Linked DNA regions of Triticum aestivum: all the other regions are linked to region 3. The links are chromatin contacts, called in public Hi-C maps. All regions are on one chromosome and are shown on one strand. The core of a region is the stretch at or near the end of the contact, and the rest is flanking DNA. Distances in the headings are between cores, read along the strand shown. Region 1 holds the start of LOC123093607 (sorcin). Region 2 has its middle 89 kb from the start of LOC123089410. Region 3 holds the start of CAT1 (catalase-1-like).

Region 1 (4,937 bases), core at 1,328-3,827, 290 kb before region 3:
CTTCCAAATGTATGTGCCACCAGAACATTCTCCGGCATGTGGTTCCGGTGATGGGTGGCATTTCTTTTTTGGTCTTCCATGTACAGGTTTCAGGTAATACAGCTATATCCTGCAGTTTGCCGCTGTAGAATTATGCGGACAGATGCAAGTTAGTGAACAAGGGTGGTAAAACGTTTCATCCGTCTTCGAGGAATGTATAAGGTTGTCTAGACTCTGACGAGCATGAGATATAAGCAGTTGCGTAGATACAGGAGGGGCGGAAACTCACTGCAGTAGACGAACTGGTTGAAATCCAAAGTCACTTTCCCTTGCTTGGTTGTGTCAAATGAGCTGAACAAGTTACTGGAAACCGACAAAATGTTTCATCAGTAATTCGGAGTAAAATTTAGCACATGGTACTTTGAGAGAGATAAATCACGGAACACATTTCTGCAAAATGTTCCTTGTTATTCAAATGTAAATCAAGTAACCACAGACCAGTCTACAATTAGGTTTTAGTTGCAAAGCAGAAGATGTCCAACAGCTGTGTACTGTGAAACATTGAAATGCACGTCGGAACCATGCTGTGCATACCGAGCTGACTGCACAAAGATGCAGATCGATATGAACTCATCCAAACGAACCATCCCTTTCTTGCTCTTGTCGAAGCTCTGAGAATGGACAAGTATGAAATTAGCGAAACAAAATGAAGTAAAGAATAAGAAGCACAAATGCAGCTACAGGTACTTACTTCGTTACTAGTACTAGCCAAGGGCTCTAGGCTGCGTAAGTAGGAAATGGATATGGTCGGATGAATGAAGAAAAGAATGCTAAAGGAACATTTTCTCAAGTTCTGTCATACTGCAAATTCCTTTTTTTTATGGGGATATACTGCATATTCTTCATTTTATATTCGTTGTTGACTTCAGTTTCCACCTGCACTTTCTCAGTTGCATGACCCATTTCAAGCTCAAATAGGAAAACCCATGGTCAAATAACTCATCTTAGTACTTCACCGACCAACACTAGTTTTCTTAACAGCAACGGTGGGCGATTGACGAACACTAGTTTTACACCTAGATGCTCCAATTTGCAAGAAAGACAGCTTAGGATAAATAAATTCCTCATCTTAAGTTTGAAATTTGGACAGGTTCACCCTTCAAATGCAGTATCACTGCAATAGTTCCTCACAAGCTCATGATGCCTTTTAGCAGAGCCTGTGAACTCTCTAAAGCTAGACATGAATAATCCTAGGATCAACCATGCAGTAGCAATGAAAGTGAAGTACCTCACAGACAGTGTAAAAGGCAGGTGAATCCAAAGAGAAACCGAGTTTGATTAACGCCTGCATAGAACATGGAGGGAATTAAAACAAAATCATGTAATGTTGCTCATATGGGACACAGTTGACAGTACATATCAAAACTAGAGAAATTAACATATCACCTCATACACATCCTCAAGGCTGAGAAATCCACGGCCCCTGGAATTAAGGAGAGGATAAGAAAAGTAGACAAGAATGATTTCTCAAAACACACGCACAAACACACTGAACACCTAAACTCAAGAAAAATACAAACTGTAACAAAGTTTAGAGTGGCACTTGAACAATTTAGGAATGTCGCACATGGCTGAAAACTCATGAAACAGGATACCTTTCTAGGGAGGAGAAAACAGTCTGCACCTGCAAATTGAAAAGGAGTAGGGCATATAAACAATCAAGTCAAACAGGAAGCATGGAATTATTAAGAATGCATTACAATGAAGCTCACTCCTCCGAAATGTAGTGTAGCGCACCATACCATATAGTGTAACTTCAGTACAGAGTACCGGGCCAATTTACTTAACAATCCAGTTTTTTACAAACTTCAAATACCACGGCCACAAGACTATCGGTTTTTTTAAAAGGAAAGACAAATGACAGATCGAAACAGAGACCCCACATACCTTCTGAAGGAACTTGTTAAGAGCCAAGAACTCTGCAAAATACAAAGGGATACAGCAAGCGAGGTCAAAATCAAATCATCTTTCCAAGTGATCACGGCATCGGCATGGAGTCAATGGTCAACTTTCATGCAGAATAGGAGCGGCTAACCTTCGAAGCTCATGGTGCCGTTCCGATCAAAGTCGTACATCCTGCACATACAGTACAGATATCATCATTGACCCTTCCAATCCCCAAATGAGCTCGAGTCATCAGATAAATTAGGCAGAGCGCGCAAGGCGAAAGCCCCGGCGGCCAGAGGAGGAGAACCACCTGATCATCTGCTGCACGACGGAGAGGGGGAAGTCGAGGTTGCCCACGGCCAGCGCGCTCTGGCGGGAGGAGAGCGGATTCGCGCGTTAGTGGTCGAATTCTGGTCGCAGGCGCTTACGAGCAGGGGGCGTGAGGGGATAGGGAGAACCTGGAGCTGAGGAGCCGTGATGTTGCCGGTGCCGGCGGCGTCGACGCGGTCGAACCACTCCCGGAGCACCACCGCGTTCTCCATCTCCGCCTCTCCCGCGGCGGAGACTACCAGAGCGTTTCCAGGGGTTGGGGAGGGAGCTGGCAGGTTTACGTCTTCGAGAACTTCCGCCTTCGAGGCTAGAATACGGAATCCGCATACACGTATATGTATTTTCGCAGCCTCCGGGGAGGGCCATAATAAATTTTGTCCTAGTTTATTTTTTGTCAAAAATTGCTACGTTTGTCAACCTCGCTTCAACTAAAGTTGTCATAAAAAAAACGTTTGGTGTGACATGCTTAAAATCCAAACGTTCGAAATTTATCATTCCGTAAATTTATGGACCCTCTTGGCCAGCGAACGTTCGCTGGGAGGAGTTGGCATTTGTGAACATCTTGATGGTAGTTTTAGTTGTATGAGGGGTGGCAGTTTCTTCCGAACAGCATGACAGTTTTTCTAGAGAAGGGCATTTTCTTTCTAGGACTGACACAGTTTGATCTCGCTTTTCAACTAAAACTGTAGAAAAAGATGTTCGCTTGCCACCCCTTTCCCAGCTGACGTTCACCAGATAATATTACCAAATTTATTGAAACGGAATTTGCACGTCCAAAACTATCGCAGGAACTAAATTGTTGAAGTGCCATCCTAAGCTTTCTTATCTAAACAGTTTAGGTACTTGATATTTTCGGTTTTCTTGTCTTCTCTTTTTTCCTCCTATTTATTACCTGCACCTCTTCAACATTTACCCTTTATCTGTTTATTAAAATCCATGCAAATAGTCGAAACGTATCTTAGGCAAAAGTAACCAATGGAATTCCCCGCAATTGAAGATGTTTTGGACACTTCAAATTGGACAAACACACTAAAAAGCGTCTATATAAATCTGATTCAGAAAATAGTTAGAACATCTTATGATTCGAAACGGAGGGAGTAGCATTTTACTTCGCTGAGAAGCATAATTTGCCCTAAGAACACAACAATCATCACAATTGAAGCAGTAGATTGCCTCTCCTTTCATTTTTTGCATGAACATAGAAGCAATTGATAAAAACGGAGAGCTCCATTTTCCCTAAGCCCAGCTCACTTTCTTATTGATTTTTTGCAAATGCAACCACATGCTGACAGCACTCTAACTCTAGCTCACGTCACTTACATGCCTAGTAAACGGAAGAAATTGAACAAGATAAACCTTACATGTATCTTGTCTACAGCCTACGCTTGATCTTCTGCACAACCAGGAGGGCATCCTCCCAAGGTAAGTTCAGTGACCGACATAATCTTAGCATTGTGTTCGTATTGGCCATCCTGAACTTCACGCCATCAAATCTGAGGGCTTCAATGTGCTTACCAACATTGATTAAAACAGATGGGGTGTTGCTACTTCAGTCCGATTCACCACTATGAAATAACGTGGACAGTAGACAATGGTTTGCATCAGTAACATCCGCCGCTGGCCTTGGCAAAGCAGCAGCATCATCGGTGGATGCACACGGTGACTCAGCACTCATGGTGTCCATGATCACTTTTCCGAGAACAAATCGGACCTCGGCAGTAACTCCGTCTTCCAGCAACTTATAGTCAATCCCATGCATCCCTCTTCTCTCGTCATATGAAGTTAGGTCAGAATCAAGGCCGTTAAATATCCCCAACACTCTGCCCTTCTCCCTGACTGATACAAAAACCTGGGAACAGACCCACGAGAAATCTTAGTATGCATGATGATTATCGACTGACTTGAGAACAAATATACGAGGCAATTAGCAATTTAACTAAACTATATAGCGACTGTTCTGCTACATCCGTGCATATTCTCTTGTTAAAATTGGCAGTGATTCATCAGTGTATTGTGTGCTAACTTAAATGGCTAGGCAATATTGATTCAAGTGACATCAATAAGAGCCCCAACCACTGTTTTCTTTTTCTATTTGCCCAGTAAAACAGAAACGTGTGGAAGTGATAATAAACTGATACCAATATTTGAGAGCATAGAAACAATCTAAAAAACTATTTAAAGATTAAAGATGCAATTAAAAAGCGCTTCACAAAACGCACTGCTGATTCAGCCTGGAAACAGGAAAATAACTTAAGTTGCTCCCAGAACAGGAAAACAGAAAATTCAATAAAAATGTAAGAACTGCTGGTGTGAAGATGCACGGTTGGGAATTACGATATGCTAAAGCGGTACTTACAAGTCCTGAAAATTGTGATGCCCCCGGATATCTGACCACTGATTGTTTGAGAGTATTTAAACATGTCAACGTATCAACCGAAGATTTCACTAGTGACGCTAGATGTGATGTCCGTTCCATAAGATTATCCACTTTGGCCCCAGAAGGCCCAAAAGCTTCTGGGACATATGTAACTGGTGCTCCAACATCTTCGTTCAGGAACTCGATGGCGCTGTCCCATGTTCCAAAATGCATCAGTGCAGCAAAAGCCTTGATTACCTGGGCATCTTGTGGAGAATTTATCAATGCATTGTGAAATGCCAACAGTGCTAGCCTGTTAAATAAT
Region 2 (4,873 bases), core at 379-2,878, 340 kb after region 3:
TGGGGCTGGGGGCGGTGGAGTGCCCGGAGAAACCCAGGCCGACTCAGCCGGCCATGACGGCGGCGACGCCCGCGGGCGCCGTCCCCTACATGTAGGCGCCGTTTTTGTACTTCCCTCCCCCTTTTGCCTTTCTCCCCTGCTCGTTTCCGGGCGAAAGCCAAAATCCATCAGGATTGGGCGGCAGCGACGCCCGTGGCGCCGTCTCCTTCATGAAGGTGCCGCCTTGGGTGTGTTTTGGGGCGATGGCGAGTCTGCTCCATTGGTAGGCGTTCGGCGGCTACGTGGTTGGAGGCTGTTTAGCTTCCTCCATTGCAGCTTTGTCATCAACAGTCTCGCGCCGTGCATTTGCTTCTCCTCGTGTGCAGTTCCTCTCAGTGCCAAGGTTCTCCTTGTTGAGCCCGGCGCTGCATGTTGGCGGCGCTCTGGTTTGGTCTTCCCGGTGGCTTCGGTGGCGGTTAATCACCCTAGCTCTAGGGAGAGTGTTTCCATATTCCGACGGATCGGCGCCTCGAGCCAGGCGAGGGGGCAGGGAGCCCCTTTCGGAGATGGAGAAGGGTGTATCCGTTTTGGCCGCAGCCCATGGAGCTGACAACGTGTTTCTTCCAATCTGCAAGTTGTGTCTTCTCAAGGCCTCCCTGGTGTCACTGAGCGATGGATTGCGATCGATGGAGGGCTTCACTCTCTTCAAGCTGCTCCTGGGCTTTAGTTTTTCTTCATCTTTGCTTGTAGGTTGCGTGAAGCTAGCTAGCTGTTGCAGAGCACCTTGTATCTCTTAGCTGTTTTTTCTTTTTCTGCTCCTGTAAGTGGGTTGTTGCTGTAATTCTGGCCGGTTGATGGCTTTGTTAATTCAAAGCCGGGCTCGTCGTGAGCCTTCGTTCTAAAAAAACAACACATGTAGCTATGCTTTTGGCATGAATATTTGTCATAACAATGCTAATGATATTATGTTCACCTATGTCATCTTATTATCACATTCAATAGTTGAGCTGCAACTGCGCTCGAGTTGATATTTTTACTGGTAGCTAGCCATATACGAGGGGGTGGACTAGTTGCAAATCTCGCCTACCTAAAATGAAATGTAAGGCTTAAAGTAAGCCCCCTCCCCTTCACCGTGTCCTTCCTCCGACTTAAAGTAAGCCCCCTCCCCTTCATTCTCTTCGTTTTGATTTTCCTCTCCCACCTCTTGTGTTTTCACCATTTTGCTTGAAAACTGCTTTAACTGTCTCGTCTCTTATTGACTTGCCAAATAAAATTTTATTTTATTTCATAGGCAATTATGTTAAGATCCTCAAATTCATTTAGATATGTAAATCACCGCCATGTTGTGATAAATGCACAATCACACTAATATGAACAAGTAAATCACGGGTTAATGTACTAGAATATTAAATCTCGTTGCAATGCATAGAAAATTATATACTCCGTAATGACTAAAACGTGCTAGCCTCGTACTGGTGTTCCGGTGGTCAAAATGATCATGTCTACTGTTGTATGTGTCCCTTTATACCGACTGTTGCACATATTGTCAAAATGATCTACCGATACCGACTGTTGTATGTGTCCCATGGATGTCGGCACACGCGAGGTACTGTGCCCCTGTGGACCTGATTATTGCGCACGCAAGATGGGCAAGTGGAGGCAGATGGGTTTGTCCGTGGCCACGTGGGGGGAGGACCGGAGGAGTGTGACTGTGACACCTGGCTGGACGGAGAGAGGTGGACCCCAAGAGTTGATTGCCGTACATTTGTTGACGTTGGTGGTTACTTATAGGAGTATCTAGCTAGCTACACATTTTGATGTGATTTTAGTTAGATCGATGGACCTCCAATGATTTATCAAGGTTTCTATTTTCAGAAACTTGCACGAGGCCAGGTTTGTACGGTCGCGGTTTTCCAATGGTGGCCATCATACTCTTTCGTCTTAGAGCATCTCCAACGGCCGACGCAAACGGACGCGAATTTGGTCCGTTTTTTGTCCGTCTGAATCGGTTGTAGGCGTGGCATCCGCCCTTGTTTGCGCAAATCTCGCCAGTGCGCCTAACAGGCTGACCTATTTGCTCCATGTAGCCAGAGTTTTTCCAACAAATATATTTTGCATCACCATACATAGCTATTTAGATTGGACAAATAAAGCTAAGATTCATGTCGGCCTGCATACAAATAATCTGCAACACCGGCCATGGTTTAGAATTCATGCCGGCACACAAAAGAATTGTGTCTCGTCCATAGTTCATGCATTGGACAAACATAAGATGATCACGCTAGCTCGAGCATCTCCTTTTGCTTTCTCTCGAACCAAGCTCTTTCTTTAAGACTCTTGTTCAAGTTCACCGTCATGATCTCCACTTCCTTCAAGATTAGCGCGAGCTTCATCTCGTTGTTCTTGTCCGAGCATTGGTCTCATCGATCTAGAGCTTCTTTTTTTTGTATGTGAAAGAAGGTCATTGCCTCCTCCTTCTCTTGGCACTTCCTCTCTTTCCTCTATTCCTTCTTCTCTAGATAAGGTCGCAACTCTGTCAGAGGTGCCAATGCCGAAGGAGATAAGCCTGGGTCATAGGGCGGCCAGCTATCATCGGCGAGGCAGAACAAATCATAGGCTGGGGAGGCAGGAGAAGAGAAGGACCAGGCATCATCATGGAAGGAGGAAGGTATGTCGACATTACTCTGGGTGGTAGTGGAGATTAATGAACGGAGGAAGAAGGGCGAGGGGCGTACGGAGAATACCGGTGAAAAGAAAAGCGTTGTGAGGCCATGTGAAGTGTTCGAGCACTTTACCTAGACCCCGACCACCACTGCTCGCACCCCAACCACCTTCATTATAACACAAAAGCACTTGGACTCCTCCAATTCATATCAATACCTATAGAAGTAGGGATTTAGGCTCATATGATGGCCTAAACCTACATAAAAATCCCTTTGCCCGTGCATGATCTTTGGGTTGTGATTTGACAAAGTGTTTTAGCCCATGGCCGAACTCACAAATACGGGGTATCCTTGAACCTTGGTGTCCTGAGTACACACTCTGACAACGCCCGCTGCCCTGCTAGACATCCTGGAGAAGAACACATGTGTCACACTATCGCAGGTGAGCATTAAGTTAGCCACCCCTCCTCACGATCAATGGCTCACCTTCATTGATGGCACGACTTGCACACGTGTCCCAGAGTCACCAATGCGAGTGCGTGCAACGCCCGGCTCGCCAGAATACAAGACCATGGTTAGCTTCAAAGGGCTGACCGACGAGGCGCGAGAGCCGAAGGCGTCAACGGTGTCCTAACCAAACTAGGCAGTGAGCTCATCGAGATTGTGTTGAGAGGAAAAAAGCACGATCTGGTCATTGACATGTTGTTCCACAATCCGTGTAAGGTTCCCAAGGTTCTGGAGCTGGATGCCACCAAGCCCAAGATGTAGACGTGGAGCAAACCATCTTGCAACAATGACAAATGCGAGTCACCACCCCCTCCAACAACACTGATGTCTAGGCATACCCTGAAGCACACTATCATCATCAATCTAACAACTTTGGTTGACCATGGTGAGCTGATGACCAAAGATTTGTCGGATGCATACCTCCCTACTGAAGGTAAATGCCTCGTTCGTGAGCACGAGTTCGTGTGTTGGCGTGGGAGGGTTGACGGCACGGACCTGGAGATGTCGTAGCTCTAGGTAGTGAAGAAGTGTTTTTTGTGCTATGTTATTTATGTGTAGTTTAAGTTCAATTAAAAGGCGAGTTCTAAACTATTTTAAATTCAGTTTTAGTCTGATGTAATGTTTTGAGAACTAGGATATGGTCCTTCTAAATGGTCTTTGTAGTGAATTGTTATGTCAGTGTATGTTTTGCAGTTTGAACTTAAGTGTTCACAGATTGTAGTTTGGAGAACTGATTTAAGTGTGTGCTCTGATTGGGATAACTGATTTGAGTTTGTGCAACTTGAGTGTCCGCTTTCAAGTGTTAGCTGAAGAAATGGTCAGTAAGAAGTAGTGTGTGCTTTCAAATGTTAACTAAAGAAGTGTATGAAGTTAACTGAAGAAATGGTTAGTAAGATGCAATTCTATCAAGATAAATGTAAGATGACCTAACAACATTAGAATCTCTAAATACCCTACTGCATCTATCATACAACAACCATGAGAGGTGTCAAGTTTTTTTACATACATCAACAACAACAAAGTTGTACAACATGATCATCAACATAAATTGATCATGCACTTGCTATGATCACTATATTGTCATGACCATACAAGAGATCAATTATTCACAAATTACATCACTGTCTAAATGACCAGCATGCTTGACTATGTTGCTTCCTGGATCAAGTATCTGAACAATATCTAACATGATTGAGTTTCTGGGTTTTTAGAACCCTCTGGTGATCACTAAAATATCTCCTTGGTTGCTCGTCATGTTGCATGCATGAGGGTATCAGAGTGATTCTATAGAATTTCTCTGCCTCAGCTTCTCTTTTCTTCCTTATCCAGCTTCTCTATTCTGCCCTATGTTATCTTCTTTGTTCTGCTTTGTTCTTCATTTTCATAGTTTCTCTCTTTTGCTCTGCCTCATCTTCTATGTTCTTAATTTTCATAGCTTGTTGCATACTCAATTGTCCAGCTTGCATGTCCTCCTTCCATGCATGTTGTCTATTTTGCTCCTCCATTTGAACACACTGGTTGAATCCTCGGTGCCTATCTTGCTCATTGTGTTCAAATTCGAAAACTTCAAATTCACCCCCATCTTCTTTTGCTCCTCTGTCTGTTCTGTTCTTATCTTTTTAGTGATATTTTCTCATCTGCTCTTATCTTCTCCAAATATTGTTCAACTATGAATTTGTAGCATAATGCTTTCACTGACCACTTCTTGGCACATGTGTGCTCAT
Region 3 (4,775 bases), core at 619-3,118:
AGAAGATTTTGTGAGGCTTCAGGGACATGAAGAACTTTGTTTAGATGCAAGGTTTTTTTAGGGGTTTTAACGATTGAATGACCAATATGAGCAACTTTCATACCAGAACCGCTTGCGGTGTGTACTTGATCATGTCCATGGTACTTCTCCTTAAACGTCAACTTGTCCAGCTCGCCGGTGATGTGATGTGAAGCACCGGTATCTGCATACCAGTTCGCGTCGACGCCATAGGAGTTGGTGACCATGTTTGCACTCTTCTCCTCGGGTTCATCTTCATCATACCTATGCCAACAATCACGAGCACCTCCTGGATGATGTTTGTAGCAGATTTGACATTCTGGATAATCATGTTCTTGCTGCTGTCGTTGTTGTTGTGGGCGACCGCGACCACCTCTGCCGCCGCCGTGGCCACCAGATGGAGTCGGGGAAGGACGCCTGCCACGGCCGCGTCCTCTGCTGCTGCTGTGCCCGCGGCCCCTGCTGTAGCCGCGTCCGCGCCCCCTGTACGCCAAATTTGCAGAGGTTTTGAAACCCCCGTCAGGCCCATCGCCAAGCATCTCGACTCGCTGATCGAACGCCGCGATCTGAGCAAACAAGTCATCAACTGTGATCTGGTTCTTGATTGCGCCAATAGCTGCTGCCACAACAGGATCATAATCTCTGTCAAGGCCGGCGAGAACATAATCCACCATCTCTGGATCCGAGACGGGACGTCCTGCCGCTGCGAGTTCGTCCCCCAGGTTCTTCATCCTGGAGATGTAGGCGCTGCTGGACATGGAGCCCTTCTTTGTGTTGGTGATGGCAATCCGCAGATTGGTGATGCGGGATTGGGACTGCGAGGAGAACAAGGTGGTGATGGCAGTCCAGAGATCAAAGGTTGTCTCCTTGCTCGCAACCTGGGCGAGGATCTCCATTGACAAGGAGTTCAGAAGATGACTCAGAACCTGTTGATCCTTTGATATCCACTGTGCATACAGCGGTTTGGGCTCCGTGGTGACGGTTTTGTCCGTCTGCTCTCGCTGCACCGTCTTCGGTGGCGCGACGTCTGACCCGTCGAGGAGGCCGGTGACCTGCGCTCCTCGCAGGCCCGGCATGACCTGTGCCTTCCACATGATGTAGTTGGTTTTGGTAAGTTTCTCGGATGGTAGGGCTCCAAGGTTGAGGATGACGGTGGATGAGGACGACATGGCGATGGCGAGGGTGAACGAGGAAGAAAGCTTCTGGCTAGATCGATGGAAAGAGGATGGCTCTGTATACCATGTTAGATGGAAGCGTTCCTACTCCTCGATGAGGAGCCGCGTTGGTTTATATTGATTAGGGACAGGAATCGCCCCTGTCGTGGCTTACAAGGCAGGACCGATCGTTTCATGATTCGGTCGTTATAACAAGGGGAGATAGATACGAGAGGGAGAGGGAGAGATAGAGTTTGTTGAGATTACAATACAGTAGATTCTATCTCTATTTCTAACAACGCGCAAGTCGTGATGCCAAGGAATTGAACACCAGTCGGTAGGTACAGGGCCCAACGACGTGTAGCATCGCGGTTCACTACACATTTGAGGTGAAAGGTAAATTCTTAATCATCTTTAGATCAAGAGAAGAGGTGTGGTGGCTCCTAGTAGCGGGAAACGAACAAACAAACTCTCCCTTGGCTTAGCTCTAGTGCCTCCGGGGCAAGACGGTGATGGTGCCGCACCTGCACGCGATAGATAGGCAGAGGCGTCTCTTCCGCCGTGCCACGGTCGCCTCGCGTGCGGGCCATGTGAACGGCATCTGCCAAATTCGCATCCCCCGCCCCGTTCACACCCAGTTCCATTTCCCGCCCGCGTTTATCCGATGGTCACGCCGGAAACTGCCCGTTTTATTCTGGCCGGGGAGCGCCCGCCGGGGCGCGTGTGGATGAGGCGCGCGCGGCCCGTATCCGCCCACCCGACCCCCGGAGCAGGCAGAAGCACACGTACGCCCACGAACGATCGAAGGCCCAGAAGCGTCGATCCGGCACGGGGACAAATCTCTACGGTCCTCTCGTTCCCGCTATAAAACTATCGGCGCCGCGGGGCGAGGCTCGCCTAGTCGTCATTCCGCGAGCGCACCGCCGGCCGTCCGCCCGCCGACCGTTCCTCCGTTCGCCATGGACCCCTACAAGGTGCGTGCTCTGCTCTCTCCGCTGCTCAGCTGTTAACTCGCGCCTCGTGCTGGTTCATGGCTTTGGTTTTGATGGGAGTTTCGTGTCGCTTGTGTGGCGCAGTACCGGCCGTCGAGCTCCTTCAACGCCCCGATGTGGAGCACCAACTCCGGCGCGCCCGTCTGGAACAACGACAACTCCCTCACCGTCGGATCCCGAGGTACTCACACCTGTGCTCACCATGCTTTTCCTACGACCCATGGCCACACTACTGTAGCAAGCAAAGTACGCACGTACGTCCAGAATTAATACTGGCGGAAAATGAAACTTGGTACTTGGTACTATAGTACTACTTGCTTAATTTTTGGCCGCTCCTCCAGTGAATTTGAGCTTGCATCCTAGTACGTGAATAGTCTCTTCCTGTTTTTTTTTTTCTGCTTTGAAATTAAGGGGGTTCCCCCAGCCACAACTTTTGTCAAGCGAGGCCAAAATCAGCCACATCAACACCGTTTCACAGCGCCCAGCCACAAACCTGGCCTGGGCCAAAGAACTAAGCTAGGCCTAAGATTACCAAGACTGACTGACTTACTTACTTCATGTTTGTGAATGACTGCCGTAATACCTATCACACTGAAACCGAATTCCTGTATGTAATTATTAGTACTACAACACAACCATCCCCTGCATGATCTGCCCATGTAAAGTAGGTTGTTCTTTGTAAACTCTGAAACAAACATTGTACCATGCTTCAGCACCGATCTAGTATTTGTTAAAAATCTGATCATAAATCTACAAAGAGAGTTTTCTCCTGACACGCAGTTTGGCAGACTAGAGTTGTAACCCATCCAACAAAAAAAATGGTTTATGCAAGTTCAGACGAAGCCAATTTCAAGTGATTTGGGCTTTTTTCCTGCAAAAATTATTTTTACCCCGAGCTCTGCATCTGGACGATGCATGCAGCCATATTATTAATTATTCACAAAAACCATACAAGGTGATACATCAATAAGCCTGAAACCACTATCTTGATAACGTTGTTGCTACTCCTATCCCTTGATGAATGTGTCCGTGCCTAATACCAAACACACATCGCACCAAAGCCTAACATCTAAAGCCGGGTGTCCCATCTAAGCCACTACCTGAATTGGGTCCCACATCGGCCCGACACACTCCCAGTGAGCATGGCAATGCTGCAAGGGCCGTCACCTCCATCTTCCATCGGTCAATCCTCAGGGCAGAACTGATGCACCGACCTTGCCAGGCCTCTCTGCCATCAACGCCACCATGACGCCAGACAGCTTCCTCCGCCTGCGCGAGTCCATCTCCGCGCATCAGACGCCGAGTCTCCACTGTGCCATGCTGCCGAGACCCACCGTCAACGATACGGTTGATGCCACTCCGCTCCACCTACGTGCCATCTCGTGTCGACTCTGAACTACCAGCAACTCCACCACCCTGAGCAGTCCCCGGCCGACGCCTTCAGGAAGGAAGACGACACAAAAATGCCATCGTCGCCCATACAGAGGAACAGAGGTTTTTGCCTGCAAAAATTAAATAAACGAAATGATTTGTGTTCTTCAGTACAACCGGGGGTGCATGAGTCATTCATGGTGAAAGAAAGAGATTAAGATCAATTGAAAGTCACGTACCACTACCATGCATATCAATAATCAACCGGTTGTTTAATTCTGTAACTACGTATTCAGGGCCATCCTGCTGCCTGCTGGAGATTGAAAAAATATTCAGAACTAACGTGCCGTGCGTATCAATCGAGTGTCTAACGCTGACGACTTCTGCCTATAACTGTGTGTCGAACTGTGAATGAATCCAGGTCCGATCCTGCTGGAGGACTACCACCTGGTGGAGAAGATCGCCGACTTCGACCGTGAGCGCATCCCGGAGCGGGTGGTACACGCCCGGGGCGCCAGCGCCAAGGGCTTCTTCGAGGTCACCCACGACGTCTCCCACCTGACCTGCGCCGACTTCCTCCGCGCGCCGGGGGTGCAGACCCCCGTCATAGTGCGCTTCTCCACCGTGATCCACGAGCGCGGCTCCCCCGAGACGCTCCGCGACCCGCGCGGCTTCGCCATCAAGTTCTACACCCGGGAGGGCAACTGGGACCTGGTGGGCAACAACTTCCCCGTCTTCTTCATCCGCGACGGCATGAAGTTCCCGGACATGGTGCACGCGCTCAAGCCCAACCCCAAGACCCACATCCAGGAGAACTGGCGGATCCTCGACTTCTTCTCCCACCACCCGGAGTCGCTCCACATGTTCACCTTCCTCTTCGACGACATCGGCGTGCCCGCCGACTACCGCCACATGGACGGCTCCGGCGTCAACACCTACACGCTGGTGAACCGCGCCGGCAAGGCGCACTACGTCAAGTTCCACTGGAAGCCCACCTGCGGCGTCAAGTCGCTGCTGGAGGAGGAGGCGGTCACGGTGGGCGGCACCAACCACAGCCACGCCACCAAGGACCTCACCGACTCCATCGCCGCCGGCAACTACCCGGAGTGGACCTTCTACATCCAGACCATCGACCCGGACTATGAGGAGCGGTTCGACTTCGACCCGCTGGACGTGACCAAGACGTGGCCCGAGGACGTGGTGCCGCTGCAGCCCGTGGGGCGGCTGGTGCTGAACCGCA

Evidence for each region. A called contact is a pair of places that touch in the nucleus more often than the background predicts.
Region 1: a Hi-C map of leaf shows a contact between it and region 3, with 3 times the contacts expected there. The contact joins the promoter of LOC123093607 here to the promoter of CAT1 in region 3. A contact is called at or near these places in 2 of 5 Hi-C or Micro-C datasets (both in leaf).
Region 2: a contact with region 3 is called in a Hi-C map of leaf, with 4 times the contacts expected there. The contact joins the enhancer-like site here to the promoter of CAT1 in region 3. A contact is called at or near these places in 2 of 5 Hi-C or Micro-C datasets (both in leaf).

The regions. Positions count from the first base shown.
Region 1 is chr4B:616,146,044-616,150,980 of IWGSC CS RefSeq v2.1, reverse strand. LOC123093607 (sorcin) reads right to left here and starts at 2,577. Exons shown (of 10, transcript XM_044515600.1): 1 at 2,385-2,577; 2 at 2,237-2,295; 3 at 2,075-2,115; 4 at 1,927-1,958; 5 at 1,635-1,663; 6 at 1,426-1,462; 7 at 1,268-1,324; 8 at 574-650; 9 at 269-342. The coding sequence starts at 2,468. It overlaps LOC123093606 (poly(A) polymerase I), which reads right to left. Exons shown (of 14, transcript XM_044515598.1): 13 at 4,613-4,925; 14 at 3,407-4,105. The coding sequence ends at 3,806.
Region 2 is chr4B:615,508,931-615,513,803 of IWGSC CS RefSeq v2.1, reverse strand. No RefSeq gene overlaps it. Among protein-coding and RNA genes, the nearest start is that of LOC123089410, 89 kb to the left of the region's middle. Within about 2 kb of position 1,628, at least 5 of the 8 cell types and tissues checked have an H3K27ac peak or open chromatin away from gene starts, as enhancers often do. A contact at or near this core is called in leaf, where this site is marked.
Region 3 is chr4B:615,851,604-615,856,378 of IWGSC CS RefSeq v2.1, reverse strand. CAT1 (catalase-1-like) reads left to right here and starts at 1,868. Exons shown (of 6, transcript NM_001405704.1): 1 at 1,868-2,146; 2 at 2,249-2,345; 3 at 3,957-4,775. The coding sequence starts at 2,132.